Regions from separate parts of the Anas platyrhynchos genome. Here region 2 is linked to region 1. The links are chromatin contacts, called in public Hi-C maps. All regions are on one chromosome and are shown on one strand. The core of a region is the stretch at or near the end of the contact, and the rest is flanking DNA. Distances in the headings are between cores, read along the strand shown.

Evidence for each region. Hi-C and Micro-C count contacts between places; a contact is called where the count stands out from the background.
Region 2: a contact with region 1 is called in a Hi-C map of liver, with 1.6 times the contacts expected there. The contact joins two enhancer-like sites.

What each region holds. Positions count from the first base shown.
Region 1 is chr4:9,111,926-9,115,258 of IASCAAS_PekinDuck_T2T, reverse strand. It overlaps ARHGEF38 (Rho guanine nucleotide exchange factor 38), which reads left to right. Exons shown (of 14, transcript XM_005027895.6): 3 at 393-516. Among named protein-coding and RNA genes, the nearest start is that of ARHGEF38, 15 kb to the left of the region's middle. Within about 2 kb of position 1,683, at least 3 of the 8 cell types and tissues checked have an H3K27ac peak or open chromatin away from gene starts, as enhancers often do.
Region 2 is chr4:9,160,665-9,163,550 of IASCAAS_PekinDuck_T2T, reverse strand. PPA2 (inorganic pyrophosphatase 2) reads right to left here. Exons shown (of 12, transcript XM_072036944.1): 8 at 2,440-2,567; 9 at 554-639. Among named protein-coding and RNA genes, the nearest start is that of PPA2, 27 kb to the right of the region's middle. Within about 2 kb of position 1,275, at least 4 of the 8 cell types and tissues checked have an H3K27ac peak or open chromatin away from gene starts, as enhancers often do.

The DNA.
Region 1 (3,333 bases), core at 434-2,933:
AAATCAGGGAATCAAAACCACTGTCAACTATTCTTCTTCTCAATGGGAAAATAAACAAACATTTTAAAGGCTGCTAAAGATTTTTCCTCTATTCAGATGATAATGTTTATTTCCTTCCTAGGTAAACACTTTCAGATTAGGAACGAATAGTTCAAAATAAGGTTAAAAATACTTGATAAAATGCCCTTTGTTAACTGCGTCAACCCATTTATACTAATCTGAAAACTGTATATGTATCCTTGAAGTCACAAGGAGGATGTTTATATGAGGTTTTACAGAAGCGATGCTTCCTGGAGTGTTGAACACACAGGGCTTAGCAAGAGAAGGTCTGTAAAATACAATGTCCTTCTTTATCCTTCCTTAGTAGCTGCTTAATATTTGTATTCCATTAGATTGTTCACTTTGACGTGGATGGCTTGTTTAGCAACATTGAATCGGTCCATCAAATATCAGCCAAACTGCTGTCACTGTTGGAAGAAGCCACGACAGATGTGGAACCACCCATGCAAGTAATCGGTATGTTTACTGTCCTCTTGAGTTCTACAAAGCCACGTGAAAGAATAAACATAACACTCTCCTGTCCTCTACCCTCATCAGACCTAACTAGTACTGCTCCCAGAGGCTAACTTGCTACAAGCTGTCCACGGTAATGCAGGCAAAAGGAAATGTGAAGCCTGTCCAGTGGCTCTGCTGGGCTCGTAACAGGCCTGGTCATGGTGCCCTCATTCCATCCTTCCAGATGTTGACGGGAAGAAAGGCTGGAGAGAGTGAGTTTAGAATGAGTAAATACCACAACACTGAGTTATGCTATATATTGATAACTTAATTTTCATCTAGTTTAGTGTTACCTACCTAACTGCTCATGCTCAGACCAACTCTTATATTGCATGCTCATACTGGTACCACTTGAGAAAAGCATTAAAATTGATTGGAATAATAAATACATAAAAAAACCCATACATTGTAAGCATATTTACTGGCAATATAATTCACGTAAGAGGTGATTAAGTGCAATTAACAGGGACATGGTCAGTGAAAGAAAGAAAGCTGTAATTGATACAGAGCTTGTGGGAATCTGTTTAGGAATGCTTGTAGGGATCATAGGTATTTTTAGCAAATGGATTGTCCTTGGATATATCACAGCAATCATGTGTCCTGCAGCTCAGGTCACGACTGTTATGGCTATGATCTATTCACTTGACCTTCTGGCACAGCTGGAAAAAAACAAGAAGTTTCCATTCATCAGCTCTTCTGTAACTGCTTATTCAGTGCAGAGGCAGTAGGTGATCCAGCTTACGGGATCAGGTGAGAAATCTTAATTAGTTTCAGTGCAAAGTCAGCCAGTTTAGCTTAAAAAAACTTTCAGCTATGATTCAGAGGTTCTCTTTTCCCTAAACTGACCACACACCACAGGTAATGTGTTACAGAAAGAACCCATCTTCTCACAACTTAAGGGTCCCTTCCAACTCAGGATATTCTATGATTCTATGATTCTATGAACTAATGGGGTAAAAACTTATTGGTTGACATTTGACTGGGAAACGTGGTATTAAAGCATACGAGGCTTGGGAAAAGTATTAATCCTAGTATGTCTCAATCTGGTTTGCCAAGGCAACAGCTTAACGTAGTTTGATGAGACTGTGTTGTTTGGCAGGATTTCAATAAAAGTGCATCATGATGAGTCATAGCCTTAATAAGCAATGTTCTATTCTAGCAGGAAGTGGCTTTCTCACAGCAAGGAGAATCATCCGTTTAGTTCTCTGCCATATCCAGAAGTAAAGACAAACAATTTCATCCATCTCTTAGGGTGTACTTCTCCAGAATCAGACAAAGAAACGTGAAAATATATGGGATTTTGGATCAGAGGGTTGACTTAATTATGGCAGGGAAAAAGATGGAATGTAAGGTGAAAGCACTTCTTGCAAAGGCTGAGAGAAAAGCAGGGAGGGTAATTGCATCACTATAAGCAATAAGTCAGTAAGTTTGCCATCCTTTAGAAGCAGAACAGATGATAATTGTGTCTTGAGGATCCTCATAATCAGTGTAAAAGTTGTTAAAGCCAGTCTGTGGAAAAAACAGGATGAGAATCTCTTTAGCACACCCATTATGTTCTATCATGTTTATGGTATTTAAAGATCCTCCATCAAAACATCTTCCTTTGGAAGGCAACCCAGTCACAGTGAGGTTGAAGAGAACTGCTGTTTCCCTGGTTTGGAACTAAAACAATGCAGTTGCTTATATTTATGTCTTTTGATGACAGATTTGGATCTGTCAGAGTGCACAAAAGACTCAGTATTTTCAAACCTGTGCCCAAATATGTATTTCTGGCCCCTAAATCAAGCTTCTACAGTGATACGCTCAAAGATCAACTGATTCAATCCATACAACTCAAAACCAAGAAGAGCTTTAAGCTTAGGAACCTTAGCTGCTTTTAAAAGATCCCATCCATGAAATCAGCACATCATTTTTTTTCTCATCATTTAGCATCAACGAAAATACCTGTCATTATGGCGCAGTACGTCAATGAACAGATCTTGGTCATTTCTGTTTTGGAAGACAGAATGATCATTTCCAGGCTCTAATATATGCTGAAGGGAACTGTAAGTCTCTAGTTTGCATTTTTGCTACAGAAAACATGACCTCTCTTGAGAGCTTAGCATTATTACAGGCTGTGCTAAGCACTTGGAGCTCTGCTTAAAGTTAGTGAAAAGTGTGAGAGCTCAGCATCTCTGTAAAGCAGGCACCGAGGGTGCAGAATCAGGAGAGAGCTTGTTAAGGTTTCCCCTCACACTGCCAGCTAGTAAAGGCCGGTGTGGAGAGTTCACGGGAATGTCAGGAGGCAACGTGTCTTGCCAGCCATCAGCATCAGCATTTAACACGAGACAGAGAAAATAGGGATGACAGCACCTGAAGAAGATCCAAGTAGAGGATGCTGCTGCTTTTCTGACGGTGGCCTTACAGTAACTAAAATGAACTTCTGTGGTCTTAACTCAGTCATTGTTGTTCCCTTGTTCGCACCTTGAAACCAACATGCATTAGACAGCCCAGTTAACCTTCACTGCTAGGGGAAAAAACCCAGAGCTGTGTTACTGTGGTAACTGAATCATTTTTCACTTTACGACAGAGCAGTTCAATGCAATGTATTATGAAACAGCCCACTCCGGTCAGGATGAAACATGCAGGATGCCTGACAGCTTTGTGCTCGCTGTGAATGAACGGAGAGCTCCCAATTAACACGGTGTTCGGCTTTTAACTTTAATAATCATCGCTATAACTCAACAGGAATGTTTATAAAACATCGGACTGGTTGCCATGTAGATGCTGTTTCTCCAT
Region 2 (2,886 bases), core at 26-2,525, 49 kb before region 1:
ACACAGCCTTCCCCACAGCCTTCGCCCTCTGGTTTAGCCGATGGCGATCCACATCCCTTGGAAAGCACCATGCAGATTCCTGCCCACTCTTCAGGGCCTCTGATGCCAGAAATGCTGATGCAAGCCCCTTCATGAAGCCCACTTTCATGTAGATGAGGCCAAAAGCTCGTAATGAGCACCGATGTGGCATTCCCGAAAACAATTAAATCACAGTGACAAGGTTTGCACTGGATTCTGAGATACCCCCCAAATAGTACCAAACATTCTGGGGCCATTACTAGGAAGTTTAAGTCTGGGGCCATTACTAGGAAGTTTAAGTAATCGGTGTCACTTTTATATAACCAATATATTTTCTGAACTGCTTACCAGTATATCATCATCATACAAGGTATAATTACTCAGTGACACTCAATTATTAATTAATTATCAATTAAACACATGAGTATTCCTGTTACCTCAAAGTAAAACCAAAGCAGCTCATGCACAGCTGCCACGTGTTGAATACCAACAGTCTAGCACAATACAAAGAGGAAAGATGTGCCTGGATACTCACCATTTAATGGTGCCTCCATCAGCTTTTTTATGAAGCAAAGCTTTCCAGTATTCATGAGTGGATTTAATAATTTCAACAGCAAAATCCTAGTTTACATCAAGGAAAAAAAATATGATTTAAAAGGTTATTAAACAGAAAAAAAGACAGACCTAGTTTATTAACACATGCTGTTTCATGTGTTACTTTAAGGTGCCTCCTTCGAGGCCTCATTAAATTTCTGGAAAATCTAACACTTTTTTTTTTTTATGAAAAGAAACGAACTTCACTATCTGTCAAACACACTGGCAACACATTCAGGACTTTTCCTCAGTGTGCAGCCAGAAAACAGGAAGCCTGCATGAAAAAATGAAGCCAGCACTCGACGCTAAACAGACACCTACAGCTGTAGAAAACTGTACCACGTCTGAAATGGGACAAAGTGTGTGAGCTGTGCTCTTCTGTTACATGTGCACATCAGGGTCAGAGTTAAGGTTTCCCCTCTAGTGGCAAAATCTGCATTTACTTCATTAGTTGCCCAATCATATACTTAAGCATTCACAACAACATAACATGTCAGCTGCTTAATAGCTTTTGCTTCCTTAAAAACAAAAGTAATGGGGGGACAACAACAAAAAAGCTTGAAAAAATAAAAATAAAAAAGAGCCCTCAGTGTCCAGATGATGATATCTAGACTGCCTTGCAAAAAGCTGCCAGCAGAACACTCACATTTCCTAACAAGGAGTGACTTGGCAAAGTGCCCCTGGAACATTGTGAACTTCACCAGAGCTGCTGGAGCACAGCCACAGCCGCCTCACCACATCCTGGGTCTCCAGAAACACTTGGGAATTATTCAAGTGCTCCCAACCAGCTATGTCGGGGCATTTAGCGCCTCAAGCCTGAATGGGATATACCCTGTTAAAGCTGTCACTACAGCAGAATTACAGAGCAGGAAAATTTGAAAGAGTAGTTCCTGGGAGAACAAGGGAGAGATCAGGTTAGCCATCCTTAGAGCTTTGTGTTTGATTGATTTAAAAGACAGCTTTAGTGCAGAGGGGAGTCGGGGCATCTCTTTAACCAGACAAAACATGCAAAGTTGTCTGTGCTGGTTAGAAGGCATTTTACAACTTTGATAGCACGCTGCAAGCTGAACTAGCTGACACATGAACATCATTCATTAGGAACCTGTGATTCTTCGCCAAAAAAAAAAAAAAAGCCTACAGTGTACAATACATGATTTGCAAAGCATTTTGACACGGATCACACACAATTTCCTCTGGAAAAATCCTGACATTTTCCTCAGCAAGGTCTATCCCCAGGCCCACTTTCAAACACTGGCCATTTTTCCTGTAGGATGTTTAAAAAGCCATTCATTTTTTCTAAAAAAAAAAAGGTTAAAATATGTTTTAGCCTTCAAGCCAAAAGCAGCTCAAGCGGTCTTAAACAGAATTACCAGGAAAAACTATACCTTGAACAAATACCAAGTATGAAAAGATCTGCAGCCTATTGTCTATCTTGAACTGCATAGCCTTGAAAAACGTCCAGAAAATTTATCAATCAAGACTCAAAAAAAGTATCTGAAAAGACTATCTGTTCATTCCTCTGACAGGAAGAATGAAAATGCTGTGACAAGCACTACAAACCTACAGATGCACATGGAAGTCTTGTCAGGACTGGGGCTGCATGTTTGTTTGTTTTTTACTGACTTTAATACCATATGTATTTTCCCTGATAAAGTGAAAGATAGCACACATCATTTATTCCTATCCGAACACGTTGTATTAAAAGATGCTTCATTTAAAAATTCTTTTTGTTCAAGGTTCTCCTCCTTTCCAGATCCAAGAACCCTACAATGTATCAAAGAGGCCATAGGACAGAAAGACACGTCTTTAATTTTGAATTATCTTCACCTTGCCTTTAAATTCTCCATTGAATGCAAACCCATTTTCTGGTTTACCATCAGGAACTTTATATAACCGGAACCACTCGATCGTAGCCTCAAGGTAACCCGGCTTGTGCTTCCTGACATCATCAATATCTGCAGGTTTGAAAAAACAAAACAACAACAAAAAGGTCATTTTTACTCTCAGTTTCTGTGACATTAATTTTTCAAAGTCTCATAAAGGGTTTGCAAGCAATTTAGTTTCACTGAGTACTTTCAAAGTCATTGGGGAACTCCACTTTATTACATTAGCTGCCCATAGCTGATATTTTATGATTTTACCACCACACTAACCAGGTAAACCAGTTGCCTCCTGCTCTTCATTAATTAAAACCCAAAGGGACAATGAATAAAAGGGCCATAGTTATGGCAGGAAAAGGAAGAAAGTTCCATATTTATAGACTTTCATCTCAAT